Linked DNA regions of Mus musculus: region 2 is linked to region 1. Evidence: chromatin contacts called from public Hi-C data. All regions are on one chromosome and are shown on one strand. Each heading gives the region's core, a stretch centred on a gene start, on an enhancer-like site or on the middle of the called end of the contact. The rest is flanking DNA. Distances are from core to core; before and after follow the strand shown. Region 1 holds the start of D230017M19Rik (RIKEN cDNA D230017M19 gene). Region 2 holds the start of Stk11ip (serine/threonine kinase 11 interacting protein).

Region 1 (7,630 bases), core at 3,377-5,876:
CGATTCCTGCCAATTAATCTCGGGGGTCCAATAGCAGGGTGACCATGTGATGGCTTCAGAACAGGAAAGTGACAGGCTCCAGCAGTGGGCGTGGCAGAACGATTGAGTGGGAAGCTCCACCCCTGAGCAAGCAGGTTTCAGACTAGGGGAGGGGAGACTACATCTCCTCCCTGTTGTTAATAAAAAAAAAAAAAAAAAAAAAAAAGGCTGGCCTGAGGCAAAAAATTTATCTATGCTCAATAGTTCTGCCTGAATTTTTAGGTCTAAAGAAAAAACCTGTCTCCTTGGGATTCCCTAACTTTTCTTATGGTAAACCGTGTCTGGAAAAGACTGTCCTTTCTGTCCTAGTAAACAACTAACAGAAAAGCCCTGAGCAGTAGGCTCTGACTTTATAATGCTAATTAGTACTAAATAAGTAAATTCCTAGTTGAATTTTAAGTAGGGCGTTGGAACCCTGGCGAAGTTTGACTGAACAAATTTGAAATGCACTTTATTAAGAATAACACTGAATTGATATTCCTCCGCATTTTTGGATGACAGGCGGGAAACAGGGAGGAGGGGTATGACCGGCTCTGTAGTACAAGGCCAATTGGCTTATTTTGGGGTGGGAGGCTGTGAAGGGCTTGCCCTTCAGACAGTATGGTCTCCAACCTCTCTCCCCCTATTAATTAAGTTTAATAAGGCCACGCTTAACTGAGGTGATCAAATGATTTTCTCATCCATAGATGAGTGGGCTTGGGTGGACATTGACCTGATTCCTCCCGTGGGTGCTGTCACGACCCACACCTGTGGCTCTTGGTATCTTTGGGGGAGAGGGAGACTACACAGCTTTACTCATAATACCCAGAAACTGGAAACAACCTAAATATCCATCAACCGAAGAATGGATAAAGAAAATGTCACCGTGCATTCACAGAATGGAATATTATTCAGCTGTTAAAAACGATAATATTGGGCTGGTGAGATGGCTCAGTGGGTAAGAGTACCCGACTGCTCTTCCAAAGGTCCAGTGTTCAAGTCCCAGCAACCACATGGTGGCTCACAACCATCTGTAACAAGATCTGACACTCTCTTCTGGTGTGTCTGAAGACAGCTACAGTGTACTTACATATAATAAATAAATAAATCTTTAAAAAAAAACAATAATATTCAGCCAGGGCTACACAGAGAAACCCTGTCTTGAAAAAAAAAAAAAAAACCAAAAGACCAAAACAAAACAAAACAAACAGGCCGGGCGTGGTGGCGCACGCCTTTAATCCCAGCACTCGGGAGGCAGAGGCAGTCGGATTTCTGAGTTCGAGGCCAGCCTGGTCTACAGAGTGAGTTCCAGGACAGCCAGGGCTACACAGAGAAACCCTGTCTCGAAAAAACAAAAAACAAAAAAAAACAAAACAAAACAAAACAAAAAAAACAACAAAAAAAAAACAAACAAACAAATAACCCAATAAAATTGTGAAATTTGCAGGCAAATGGAACTAGAAAAAAAAATCTTGAAGGAGGTAACCCAGACCCAGAACCACAAACATGATATGTACTCTCTTATAAGTGGATATTAACTGTAAAGTAAAAGACAGTCCTACTGTGGTCCAGTGACCCAGAACAGCTAAGTAAGGAGGAGGGCTGAAGGCAGAGATGCAAGGTTCTCCCTGGGAAGGAAAAATAGAATAAATTTTGTGGGTGGGTGTGATGGTTTGTATATTCTTGGGCCAGGGAGCGGCACCACTTGAAGGTATGGCCTTGTTGGAATAGGTGTGTCACTGTGGGCATGGGCTTAAGATCCTCACCCTAGTTGCCTGGAAGTCAGTCTTCCACTAGCAGCCTTTGGATGAAGATGTAAAACTCTCAGCTCTGCCTGCGCCATGCCTGAATGAATGCCTGCGCCATGCCATGCTCCCACCTTGATGATAATGGACTTAACCTCTGAACCTGTAAGCCAGCCCCAATTAAATGTTGTTTTTATAAGACTTGCCTTGGTCATGGTGTCTGTTCACAGCAGTAAAACCCTAACTAAGACAGTGGGGGTGGCACAGGAGGGATCAGGTAATGGGGAGAAAATACTGGGAGAAAGGAGAGGATTTAGAGGACATTTCAAGGGGAGAGGTGGAAATCTAGTGCAATGGAAACTCCATGGAACCTGCAAGAATAGCCCTAGCAAGGACTCCTAGTAATGGTGACTCTCAGGGCCTGAACCAGCCATCTTCTGTAATCAGGCAAGGCCTCAAGTGGATGGATTGGGACACCAACCTAGCCACAAAACTTTCAACCCAAAGTTTATTATGTCTGTAGAATGTTCTGGGACTGGAGCCTAGCAGAAGGGACACCATGAGAACAGAGCTCACAGAATCAACTGACTGACACTCGTGGGGGCTTGAAGAGACCAGGGAGCCTGTAAGAGTCTGACCTAGGTCTTGCTGTGTATGCTATGGTCGTGTAGCCTGGTGTTTCGTGGAGGAATCATAACAGTGAGAGTGGGGGCTGTCCCTGACACTTACCTACTTGTGGGATGCTTTTTCCTACAAGATTGCCTCATCCAGCCTTGAGTAATGATATGTTCCTGGTCGTAATGTAGGTTGTTTATGCTGTGTTTGGTTGATGTCCTTGGGAGACCTGCTCTTTTTTGAGTGGAGGTGGGAGAGGGTGGATCTAGGGAGGACACGGGTTGGGACACTAGGGAGAGGACATCTGCAGTCCAGATAAAATATATGAGAGAATAAAATATATTTGACTTTATGTGTATGAGTGTGTTGCTTGCATATATGTCTGTGCGCCTGGTACCCATGGAAGTCAAGGTATTGGCTCCCAGACAGTGCCCTAACTTAACCTCTGAGCTATTTCTCAAGCTCCTAAACATTTATTTTCATCTTATTTTAAAATTATGCATGCAATGGGGTGGGGGTGGGGGTCGTATGTGCAGGCCATTGCCGGGTACCAGCTGTAGTTAATTTGATGTTGTTGTTGGCATTTTTCACTTTTTGATAACACATTGTAATGGGAACAGCTCCAAATTACTTTGCTTAATTCTTCAGGCTTAAACAATCGCCTGAGTTTGGACAAAATGGCAGCACTCTACCCATTCTTCTCAGGACAGTCACTAGAATTTATTTCAGGGGCTGGTGAGATGGCTCAGTGGGTAAAAGCACCCGACTGCTCTTCTGAAGGTCCAGAGTTCAAATCCCAGCAACCACATGGTGGCTCACAACCATCCATAACGAGATCTGACTCCCTCTTCTGGAGTGTCTGAAGTACAGTGTACTTACATATCATAAATAAATAAATCTTAAAAAAAAAAAAAAAAGGACTGACTGCTCTTGCGGGGGTCCTGAGTTCAATTCCCAGCAACCACATGGTGACTCACAACCATCTGTAATGGGATCTGATGCCCTCTTCTGGTGTGTCTGAAGGCAGGTACAGTACTCATATATGTACAATAAATAAATAAATCCTTTTAAAAATAATTTATTTCAGAAGAATCTAGGACTCTGACACAACTTCTGTCAGTGAATCATTATTTATAGGTTACTGTACAAAAATAACATACCTAGAGCGGGTCTTTGCTGTGAAAATCAGCATAGGCATAAACAGTCAACAAAATTTTAGCTTTCAGAAAAATTATGCAAGCCTAAGAGTTTTTAATGCCACCAGACTTACATAACTAGCAAGTGTTTTGTGACAGTAAGCTGAAAATAACTTGTCCATCTTAGTAACCTTACAGCCTCACAGCTCTTTCCAGATCAAAAGCTAGACATTATGTAGAATATTATGCAGCAATGTAGAGTGATGTGCAGTAAAACTAACAGGTTGGTAAGAAATCCACGTTGGCCTAATTTCTAGGTCTCTTATTAAACCAGCATTATTCCCCAGAGGGGAAAAAAAGAGATAAAAACCTTAGAGTCTTTCCCACCTAATCACAGTTATTGACCAGTGGATGGAAAGACTGTGTAAAAAAGTAAAGAAGCGAGCTGCTCTGCCTGAAAAGCCTGGTAGTGGAAATATGAAACCTGAATAATAATAAGAAAAGTAAAGCAATAGAAAAAGATCAACTGGCGGCAAGCAGGCGGACTTCCGAGTTAGAGGCCAGCCTGGTCTATCAAAGAGGGGTTAACGAGACCCGGGTAACTACAAAGTAGAAAAGAAGACAGAAAAAGTAACTGCAGCCTGTATTTACGAGCTATAATAGTCCTAAATGTCTTACATTTAACCAACATTGTTCCCCAGAGGGGTTGCACCGTTCCTGGAGGTACTGCAATACCAGGTCGATGCGTGGAGTGGACGGAGCAAGCTCCTATTCCAACTCCTAGTTCCAAAAATCCATTTAATATATTGTCCTCGGATAGAGGACGTATCAGATATTAAACTGATAAGAACAGATACTACACTTGATCTTAGCCAAAAGGCCGAGAAGCGATACCAAATACAGACCACGCAGCCATGCTCTGCGTCCGTGAGACACATTACCTTTGTGGTGACCGCTCGCAACCCTCACTTCCTGCCTCCCCCGCGGTTCCTTCCTCCTCCGATCCGCGTCTGCGCCCTCCACACCTCACTCCCACTCCAGCACCCACGGCTTCAGATTCAACGTCCACGACCCGGGCTCTCCCGGCGTTCCCGAGCGCGCACGCCGAGTATGATTTGCATGCCCCGCCCCCTCGCGAAGGGCGTGACAACACAAGCCCAAATTAGGCCTGTGCACGTCGCCACGCCCCTCGCGTGGAGGCAGGACGTGCAAATCAGCTCTTCCCCGCGGCCTCCGCGATTCACAGGCCGACTCACAGACTATTGCGGTTTGGAATCCACCGGAAATAGAAAGACCTGAAGGGGGCATGTCCACGGCCAGATGCACTGGATAAACTCTGAGGCAGGACGGTGGCTGAAGGGTGGACCTACTGCTCCTAGTTCGCGTTGTCTTAAGACAATCTTCCCTTGTTGAGAGGCTGGCTCCACAGGGAGTCTAGCAGGCTAGTGATTTTCTGTTAGGTGTTTTCACAATGTTGTCAAGGCAAACCTACTTAGGTAAAAACTGTAGTAAATCTTGACCAAAAAAAAAAAATGTCATATATTGAAATCCTTAATAAATTGTGTGATGTCTTTGAACTTTTCTACAGTTTTCAGGCTAAAAAATACCGATGGTTAACATCAAATGCAATAATAATGCAGGGATCGATGATGTTTGGCACGTGGGAGTGAAGAGTGGACAGTCACTACTCTTATTAGCTCCTTGGTACCCAGAACCTTAGATCATTTTCAGTTTAAGGACAGACATAATCCTGAGAGGAATTTACCCCGAAGAGCTGTAGGCTCTGGGCTGGTTCTGTGCCTCTTTGAGTGTTATAGGGAATAAAGCTGGGTAGGATGCTTTCCAACCACTGCCACTGGAAATTGCAGAATGGAGGACCAGATCAGGCAAAGCCTAAACTATATGAGACCCAGCCTCAAGTAAAAGACAATCTGCCAAATATAAAGGGCAAAATACTAAAAGACCAAACTTCTAAATGTGTTTATGTGTAAGTACTCAATATTGTAGGATTTGGGCTTAGAGTTGCCCCCAAGGCTTTGGGACCTCTTATGCCAAACACAAACACCATCCTGATACATCCTATTACAGAGATTTTGTTGTGTTTTCTTATATTTGTAACTTTAAATCACTTTGTAACCATCAACTACTTAATGGATTGTCATTAGCATTTAAATCCTTTAGGTAAAGGTACCAGTGATGGTTTGAATAAGAATGGCCCCCACAGACTCATATATTTGAATGCTCAGTCACCAGGCAGTGGAATGTTTGAAAGGATTACAAGGGTTAGAAGGTGTGGCCTTGTTGGTGGAAGTGTGTCACTGGGTGTGGTCTTTGAGGTTTCAAAAGCCCATGCCAAGTCCAGAATCTTTTTCTGCCCGTGCTCCAGGAATTCGCTCTCAGCTACTGTTCCAGAGCCTACCAGCATGCTTCCCACCACACCATGATGAGATTGGGCCACATCTCTGAAACTGTAAACCCGCCCCAATGAAATGACTTTTCTTACAAGAGTTGCGGGGCGGTGGTGGCACACGCCTTTAATCCCAGCACTTGGGAGGCAGGTGGATTTCTGAGTTCAAGGCCAGCTTGGTCTACAGAGTGGGTTCCAGGACAGCCAGAGCTACACAGAGAAACCCTGTCTCGAAAATCAAAAAAACAAAACAAAACAACAACAAAAAAGAGTTGCCATGGTCATGATGCAGCAACAGAACAGTCACTAAGATTGTATGCCATTAATTTTTTTTAATCCTCTGCTGGGATTAAAGGAGTGCACCACCACGCCTGGCTGTGCCATTAATTTTTGCTTAATTTTTGTCAGATACCTCAATGAGACCTTGGAGGGCACGGGATACTTACTATTGTAGGGCTAACCTTGCAGAGGTGGGAAACGATTTGAGACCAGATACATGTGATCATTATTCTTGCCAGTACTGGCCAGTGTACTCATTTATAATAATAAATAAAACTTTGGGCCAGAGTGAGCAGGGACTGAGCAAGTGGGTGGACCGGAGCAAGCACGGTTGACAGGAGCAAGCAGAGGTCCTAAAATTTAATTCCCAACCTCCACATGCAGGCTCACAACCATCTGTACAGCTACAATGTACTCATATACATAAAATAAATAAATAAATCTTTAAAAATACAATAAAATGGGAATACTGGATACACCTCTGTAGTTAACAATGGGTTTATATTGGGCCAGGCATGTGGTGCATGCCTTTAATCCCAGCACTCGGGAGGCAGAGGCAGGTGGATTTCTGAGTTCGAGGCCACCCTGGTCTATAAAGTGAGTTCCAGGACAGCCAGGGATATACAAAGAAAACCTGTCTCGAAAAACCAAAAAAACAAAAGCAAAAACAAACAAACAAAAAAACAACAACAAAACAAAGGGTTTACAAAGATGTTGTAGAGGTTTAAAACATGGAAAAGACAGGGCTGAGGTAAGGACAAAGGACACACTACACTAATCAGAGCATGAATTTTTCAAGGCACATATAGACATTTAAGGTTCATATGTGTGTGGAGGACAAAAAAAAAAAAATACTCGTGCACACAGATAAACACTGGAAATGCCAGGAAACTTTAAACACAAAGAAGATTTCACCTCTGCTCCTGGAATGCTGGAGAAGGATATAGTTTCCAACCTGGTGATTCTTTGGTACCTGCTGTTACAGGCTCTGCCTGTATCCCCAGAGTGTGTGAAAGATCCTGACAGGATGTAAAAGGTCACAGAAGCCCTGAAAGTGGCAAAACAGATTTCATTGTTAGCAGAACTAGCTTTGCTGATTTAGAAAAATAGAGGTGCATAATGCTATGGCCAGTGTACTCATTTGAACCCGTGTGTCTGCCAATGTTCTGACCGTTCCTTGAACCCAGGTGTGTGCCCACTGCTGAAGTCCACTGTCAGGTGTTTGTGATATTGGTTGCTGGGGAAGAGTCAGAAAATCTCCCCAGAAGCCACAGCCGGGCCAATCTGGAGTTGCTGCACCTGCACCAGACTCTTTCCTTGTACCCCTCCCATACCCATTTCTTGAGAAATCATTTTAGAATAGACATTGTTTAGATCTGGAAATCCCCTACTCCCCCCTTCCTTTCCCCCTGAGGGCCTATAAAAACTGG
Region 2 (7,630 bases), core at 3,197-5,696, 3.3 Mb before region 1:
TTGGGGGACACTCACCAGGGAGCTGTCTAAGCTCCTGAGCGCATTGTAGCTGAAGTCGGCAGAAAGCAAGGCTAGCCAGGGGAGGGCAGAGCAGAGATCCCCACCACAGGCTGACAAGAGCTCCTGGATAGGGAACAGGCACAACTACATGTCACTCTCTGCCTTCTCCCCATGCATGCTCTATCTTCCAGTCCCCCACTCACATAGACCAGGCTCTACCTGGAGACTCCGCAGCTCTGAAGAAAGCTCAAGGCTCTGTCCCTAAAGAGCAGACTACGGGGACCATATGCAGACCATAGGGAGACAGACACTAGCCGATACACAGCTTGGTGTGACTGTAAACACGCAGACAGGTGTAGAGGGCTGTGGTGTCACACAGGACAGAGGAGGGAAGCACATGAAGCTTGGTCTTCTCAATCTATCAGGACAAGACATCAGGGCCAGCGCTCATCCTCCTTACCTCCAGTGCCTGGATGCTTCTGTTGCAAACCAGGGACTCCAGCTGTGAGTAGATGCCACGGAGGCCACACAGGCTGTGGATAGGGACTCCTCGAAGCTAAGAAGAAAAGGAGGGAGGCAAGCAAAGCTTCAAAGATGGCAAAGGCCTCATCCCTAACTTCTGATGGGGAGGAGGGAAACCATCCAAAGCCCAGCTACAGGTAAGGAAGGAAGTTTTAATGGAAAACATCACTGAGGAGCAATGGGACATTCAGACACCACCTCCCACCAAAAGAGGCCATCTCTCTGTCCTCAGCCCAAGAGGCTCCTTCGCAACAGTTTCTGCCCACCTATACGTTCTAACACTCCCTCACCTCCAGCTGCCGTAGGGACTTGAAGGGGAAAATCTTGATAGGCCCTGGAAGGCCAACACCAGGGATATGGACCAGCTGAAAAAGGAACATTCAGGTTAGCGAGGCAGGGCAGCCTCCCCTGCTTCTGCGCCACTTCCTCAGCATAAGCACCAGCAGGCATCACTGACATCATCTGGCTCTCAGCCTCAGAGCCCTCTCACACCCCATCCCAAGCCCTGCCTTCATCACTCCCTAGGGCTCTCTGCGCATCCTGTCCCCATGCCCCTCCTGGGACCTTGAGTGACAGTGTTTTCTGCAGCACATCGAAGAGGAACTGAAGCTGGAGGATGACGGGTGAGTCTGCAGGGTGGGAGGGAAGAGCCACAAAGCCTGTCTGGCCTGGGCCCCATGGCCCCAGGTACAGTTCAAACACTCTGTTCAGCTGCTGCAGTGTGGCTGTCAGCAGGCTCAGTGTGCTACAGCCAGAGAGAACCGCATCGCCTGCAGGAAGAAGGACAAACGGGGACGAGGACAAAATGAAAGGTCTTTCCTTCTGGGCCCCCAAAATGCACCCACTCTCCTCTGTACTTGAGATATTCCACTGAGAGATCAAACTGTCTACCTCCTCCCCAGCTCAAACATCTTCTACAGTTCCCCCATTTAAACAAGCAACCGAGCAAAAATCCTAGCCTTTCAGCCTGATACCAGAAATTTGTTTTACTATAAGACTCCCAGAGACTTTTCCAAATGCTTTTGCTTTCTACTCTGTAGAAAGTAGCCTAGGGTCGGGCGTGGTGGTGCACGCCTTTAATCCCAGCACTTGGGAGGCAGAGGCAGGCGGATCTCTGAGTTCGAGGCCAGCCTGGTCTACAGAGTGAGTTCCAGGACAGCCAGGGCTACACAGAGAAACCCTGTCTCGAAAGAAAAAAAAAAAAAGAAAGAAAGAAAGAAGCCTAGGCTACTTACAGAGTTGGAAACATAGCCCACTTGGCTCACAGCTCTCTCTCATCATGATACATCCCTTTCTACTGCCAAGGTGGAGACCAACTTCACCCAGCAAGCCTTCGCAAAGCAATACCTCTGGGGGCTGTGCAGATGACTCAATAAAGGTCCAGCTGAAAAAGCTGGTGAATCTGAAGCTGACCTCCACCGCCCACATAGTGGTGGGAACTGACGAGGCAGTCACAGAAAGATCCCTGAGGCTCACTGGTTAGCCAGCCTACTTAATCAGCAAGCCCCAGGTCTCAGTGGAGACCCCTGCTCAGAGAACAAGGAAGACAGCTTCTGAAACATGAGGCCCCTAGCTGTCCTCTGGCCTTGACCCAAAGATGCTCTCCACACACAAAATAAAAATATTTAAAGAAATAACACCCCTGCGCTTCCACACTGCAACCACCCACTTTACACAAAGGCCGACTGTATTTGATCTTTCTGTCTTTTTCTGGTTGCAAGAATGACATGCACATTTATAGAAATTCTCAAACAATATTGAAATGCATGTCGTTGTCCATTACAGCACTTCTATAAAGCTGTTGTACCTAATAAGACTATCAGCCCTGTGAGGTCGTCTTTCAGATATATTCCCCACTTAGCACTCTATCAGGAAAGTACAGTTATAATAACTGTGGACATTTTTTTAATATATTCTGAAACCAGGTGTGGTGGTGCACACCTTTAATCCCAGAATGTGAGAGACAGAGGCAGGTGAATCTCTGTGAATTCCAGACCAGTGCAACAAAGTGAGGCCCTGTCTCAGGGGGATGGGGGGAGAAAAATCAAGAAGTCAAAGAATATTGCAGAAGTCAGGTGGAGGAACATCATATGCCTATATATAATTCCATAGGATGAGTCACTAAAGCAGAAAGATCATAATTTCAAGGCTGGCTTGGGATACCAAGAAATAGCAGAGATCTCCCACACCCTTCACTCAGCTTCCCCCAAATTGACTTACAGAATTATAGTACAATTATCAAAACCAGGAAATTAGGTGTTGATAAAATATAGTGTCAGTTCTATTCTGTTAGTGTAGATTATGACAACCACCACCATAATCAAGACACAAAGTGATTCCATCCCCACAATCATATATGAACTCTACGATTCCGAGCCTGGGAGCCAAGTCAGATCTTTGCTGAATAATAAATCTTACAGCCTTACAAAGAGATTTTTCTATGTACTAGACACTGAGTATAGACATGCACATAATTCAAGGTGTCCCCTGGAAGTCTAGAAAAGGCACAGCATGGGAGTAATTATTAACACAAACCAGAAAATGAACTGCCATCAAGAGACTCCAAGGATGCCATGGTGGGAGTATATAGATATGGAGCACTAATGCCATCGAGGTCACACATTCCAAATGACAGCTGCTTCATCTAGATCTCATCCTTATCTCCTAAAGACATCCATTAACCCCACCTTACAGATAGGAAAGCCGGGGCTCAAAGAAGAATCTCTCCTTTCTGTGTGTGTGGGGAGGATGCTAGGGATTATAAGTCAAAGTTTTGTACATGCTAAACATATGCTCTGCTACTGAACTATATCCCCAGCTCTCAAAGAATCATGATTGTGATCATTTAGCTGATGATGGCAACCACATAACAAACAACATAGTGCCAGGCGTGGTGGCACATGCCTTTAATCCCAGCACTTGGGAGGCAGAGGCAGGCGGATTTCTGAGTTCGAGGCCAGCCTGGTCTACAAAGTGAGTTCCAGGACAGCCAGGACTACACAGAGAAACCCTGTCTCAAAAAAAAAAAAAAAACAAAACAAAAAAACAAAACAAAACAAAAAAAAAAACAAAAACCAAACAACACAGTGATCTTTGCCATGCCCAGGCACTGGGGCAGCAACTATAGTAACACTATCTTTTGAACACTTATTATGCATGCATGCACTGCACTAAATAAGCTAACTAAAATCCCGCTATCTTTTGCGTTCAATACAATCCCTATGCTAACCTATCTGAGAAGAATACTGAGGGTCTAAAAACTTATCCAAGTCTGATAGAGGGTTGGGACTAACCTATGTGGGTCTCCAAATCTCTGGTGTCTAAGGTGCTTATACTTGGCTTTCGGTACAAGTGATTATGTTCTTGTCTGCAAGTGTTTAATCTATTAATGATCCCTTTCCTCTGGAGAGTTAAGTGCTATGAGAGATGGATAGAGTTTAGACTGTCAAAGGCATGACTGTAAACAACGCGTCACAAGGAACACACCCAGAAGACGCCGGCACCTCGTGACCCCGCCGGCAATGACTCGGTGATTCCCGGCGTTTCTGGACAGTATCGAACACACCTAGAACTCCCAACCAAATAAGCCAGAAGTCCACTCACCCGACTCCCGCAAAAGTCCCGCCAGCTTCCACACTACTGAATCCCGCGGAGCGGTCGTCATAGCCACGGGACGCTGGGGGCGGAGCCTGGGGAAAGGGGAAGCGGAAGAGCCTCAGGTGGGCAACAAAAGCCCAGAGCTTTCGTGCAAATGGAGGCGTCGCGCAATGTAAAAAGTAAGCATCAGCTAAAAAGAACGATCTCTCTGACCCCTTTTCCAAAAAGCATTGGGCCTCGGGAGCCCATGGGCCCGCGTAATTCGCACTCCAATCACTTTGGCAGCCGGGCTCTTTTAGGGCAGGAAGTCCCGCCCCGGAAGGCAAAGGACCTACCGGAAAGCATGCCTTCGCTACCGGAAGCCACGCCCTGGGCGAGCCGATGTGTCAGTAGGACGGAACTAGCCGGGATTAAGCCCCTAACGGGGCCCCAGGTCTAGCTCGGCTCTGGGTGGCCCCTTCGGCAGAGAGAGAAACCTGACTCTTGTTTGCAGACTGGGCGGGGAAGCAGAGCTTGGAGAAATGGGATCTTGTATTAGAAGGAAAAGAACTCATCCAAAACAAATACTGATCTTCCAGTTACATAGCTGTCCTGTCCTTGCGAAGTTCTTTTATATCAGCCAGAAGGGCTAAGGCTGGCAGGGATGCCACTCTCAAACCCCCTTTGCTGTCATAGTCCTCAGTCTCTAGACTTATTTTTCCTTAGGGTTTAGCACACTCTCAAATTGGTCCCTGGTCTCTGATTTCAGAGCTCTGGAAGCAGAGGCAGGAGGGTCTCAGTGAGTTCAAGACCAGCCAGCTCTAAATAGTGAGTTCCAGGCTAGCCAGGGCTGCATAGTGGGATCCTATCTCAAAAACAAAAATTAGTCACTGGTAATGACCTGAACCTGTATTTGTTTTGTTTTGTTTTTAACTGTATTTACAGCTCAGTACACCTAACTAAAAGTGGTTTTCCTAAATTTGAAAATAAAATATATCAATAATTAACAAAAGCAAGACTGTTGAGTTTTCTACTTCCAAATTGGCACTGTAGCTTTTTTTTTTTTTTTCAAGATAGGGTTTCTCTGTGTAGCCCTGGCTGCCCTGAAACTCTGTAAACCAGGCTGCCTCTGCCTCCCAAGTGCTGGGATTAAAGGCGTGCGCCGCCACCACCACCCAGCACCACTGTAGTTTTTACCCTGGCTCTTGGTCTGGCAGTTGACATCAACTTCTGGTCTACATTATGAAAACATTTCTTAGGATGGAGTGACTAGCTAGGCTTGGGAGGGGAATGTCTTTTATGAAACAATCCTTTCTAACACAAGAAAGTTAAACATGAAGTGTAGGACTGAAGAGATGGCTCAGTGAATTAGAGCACTGGCTAGGCTTCCAGAGGACATGGGTTCAAGTCCCAGTACCCACATGGCGGCCCACAGCCATCTGTAACTCCAGTTCCAGGTGGTTGTACAATCTCTTCTCATCTCCATGGGCACAGCACATGCATGGTGTAGAGGCATTCAGGCAAAACATTCATACATGCAAGTGTTTGCTTTTAATGAAAAATCTAAAGAGTAGAGTTGGAGTCAGTCAGTTTTAGAGGTGGTGGAAGGCTTCTCTAGCCTGAACAAACTTCCTATATACCGTCTCATGGATCTGGGACATTTTGTGCAATTGATAATCCATTACATAGCAACTGTCAGTCCTTGTTTATCGATCACCTGAAGCTGGCCATGGGGGAGGAGCCATAACAATCAAGTCAACTGTATCAAGCCAAATTCTCATAGGCAGAAAAAGAAACAAAAAACAAAAACTCATTCTTTTGATATCCTGATGTGGTGCCTTGAAACCTTTGCTTTTTGGCCTGGCTTCCGTGGTCCACAGTTATTGTGTGAAAATCCTCCATTCACATGGGTAGCCCCTCTCTCTACTCAGGTTTGTCCTACACTACCGAGCTTCCAGATAAGTGAACGAGAGAAAAATCAAAGAAAACAAAACTGTATTGGGGAGGGGAAAGCTAAGCTAAAGAAGCAGCAAGAGAGTAAACAGCCGAGGCCTGTCCTCCTCCCTGAGAGGCCCACTCCCCTTTCTGTCCTTGGCTTGCAGGCAAGGCCTTGGCTGCCTTCCAAAGAAGTCTCTCTCTCTTTTTCTCCCTCTCTTGCCTAAGTTACATTCTTCTGTAAATTGCTACTTATAAAATTTCTTTTAATCAAAGGGAAAAAGAAAATCCTGTGTCACCAAAGCTACAAAAACAAGTGCACACGCTTTGAGCGTGCACCAGATCCATAGAAGAAAGCAAGAACTGGACCTTCTGGTGACCTGGCCAGTGACAACAAATCATGCTTTGGATGAGACCAATTAGGATTGTAACGGTGTCAGTTCAGTACAGGTTGGATCCCAGTCCCAACACATCTTAGAAACGGACAAGTTGATTCTAAAATTTATCTAGGAGACTAAATACATACAGGGCCAAGAAACTTTGAGAGGAAATAATTGAAAACAAAATTTAAGAGACACTAATAGGGGCCTTGCCCTACCAGGCAGCAGAGTGTCCTCCAAAGTCACAGTGACCAAAGCCTGATAATAGCAAAGAGATAAACAATAGATCGACCGAACACAGAGCAGAATAATTACTAACTCAACAGTCCTGGGGGAAGTGCCTGTCCATCTGGAAAAAGCCAATTACTCTCCTTGCATTCTGCACATGAGGTTTCAGAAATATAAAAGCTCCAGAAATATAAAAGTGCTAAGTGTTTTTTAAAATAATAAAGAACAAATAAATAAACAAATAAACAAACCTGAGTAGGATGGCATATCTTTGTAGTCCCAGAATTTAGGAGACTACCACAGAAGGATTTAGAGTTCCTGGCCAGCCTGGGCTACAGTAGTGAAGTCTTAAAGAAAGAAGAGATGGAGAAAAAAAGGAGACGCTAGAAGAAAAGGAAGAGAGAAGAGAAGAGAAGAGAAGAGAAGAGAAGAGAAGAGAAGAGAAGAGAAGGAGAAAGAAAAACAGAAACTGACTTTAAGTTTGATGCTTAAAAGTGCTTCCCAAAGATTTACCTTAACTGGCCTGGGTAGTACAAGCCTGAAATCCCAGCTACTAGAAAGGATGACGGAGAAAGATCACTTTTGGGCCAGCCTAGCCCAACTTAGCAAGAGGGTCTATCTCCAAAATAAAAAGTAGGGAACCTGGAGAGATGGCTCAGTGGTCAAAAACAGTTGTTACTCTCCTAGAGGATCCATGGTGAATTGCCACAAGGGCCTGTAACTCCAGTGCCAGAGACTCCAGGGCCCCACTTCTGGTCCCTGCGGGATCCAAGTACAGAAGTAGTACACAGGCATACATGTAGGCAAAATACCCATATACATAAAATAAAAATAAAATGTTATAAGTACGAGCTGGGCAATGGTGGTGCAAGCCTCTAATCCCAGCACTCGGGAGGCAGAGGCAGGAGGATCTCTGGATTCCAGGCCAGCCTGATCTACACAGAGTGTAGTTCCAGGACAGCCAGGGCTACACAGAGAAAGGCTGTCTC

The links. Hi-C and Micro-C count contacts between places; a contact is called where the count stands out from the background.
Region 2: a Hi-C map of B cells shows a contact between it and region 1, with 6 read pairs. The contact joins the promoter of Stk11ip here to the promoter of D230017M19Rik in region 1. A contact is called at or near these places in 2 of 484 Hi-C or Micro-C datasets (B cells and CD4 T cells).

The regions. Positions count from the first base shown.
Region 1 is chr1:72,240,989-72,248,618 of GRCm38.p6, reverse strand. D230017M19Rik (RIKEN cDNA D230017M19 gene) reads right to left here and starts at 4,626. Exons shown (of 4, transcript NR_155355.1): 1 at 4,456-4,626. It overlaps Gm24497 (a small nuclear RNA gene), which reads right to left and starts at 4,406; the gene lies at 4,216-4,406.
Region 2 is chr1:75,518,345-75,525,974 of GRCm38.p6, reverse strand. It overlaps Stk11ip (serine/threonine kinase 11 interacting protein), which reads right to left and starts at 4,446. Exons shown (of 25, transcript NM_027886.3): 1 at 4,333-4,446; 2 at 4,126-4,211; 3 at 1,087-1,292; 4 at 813-887; 5 at 461-556; 6 at 16-123. The coding sequence starts at 4,186.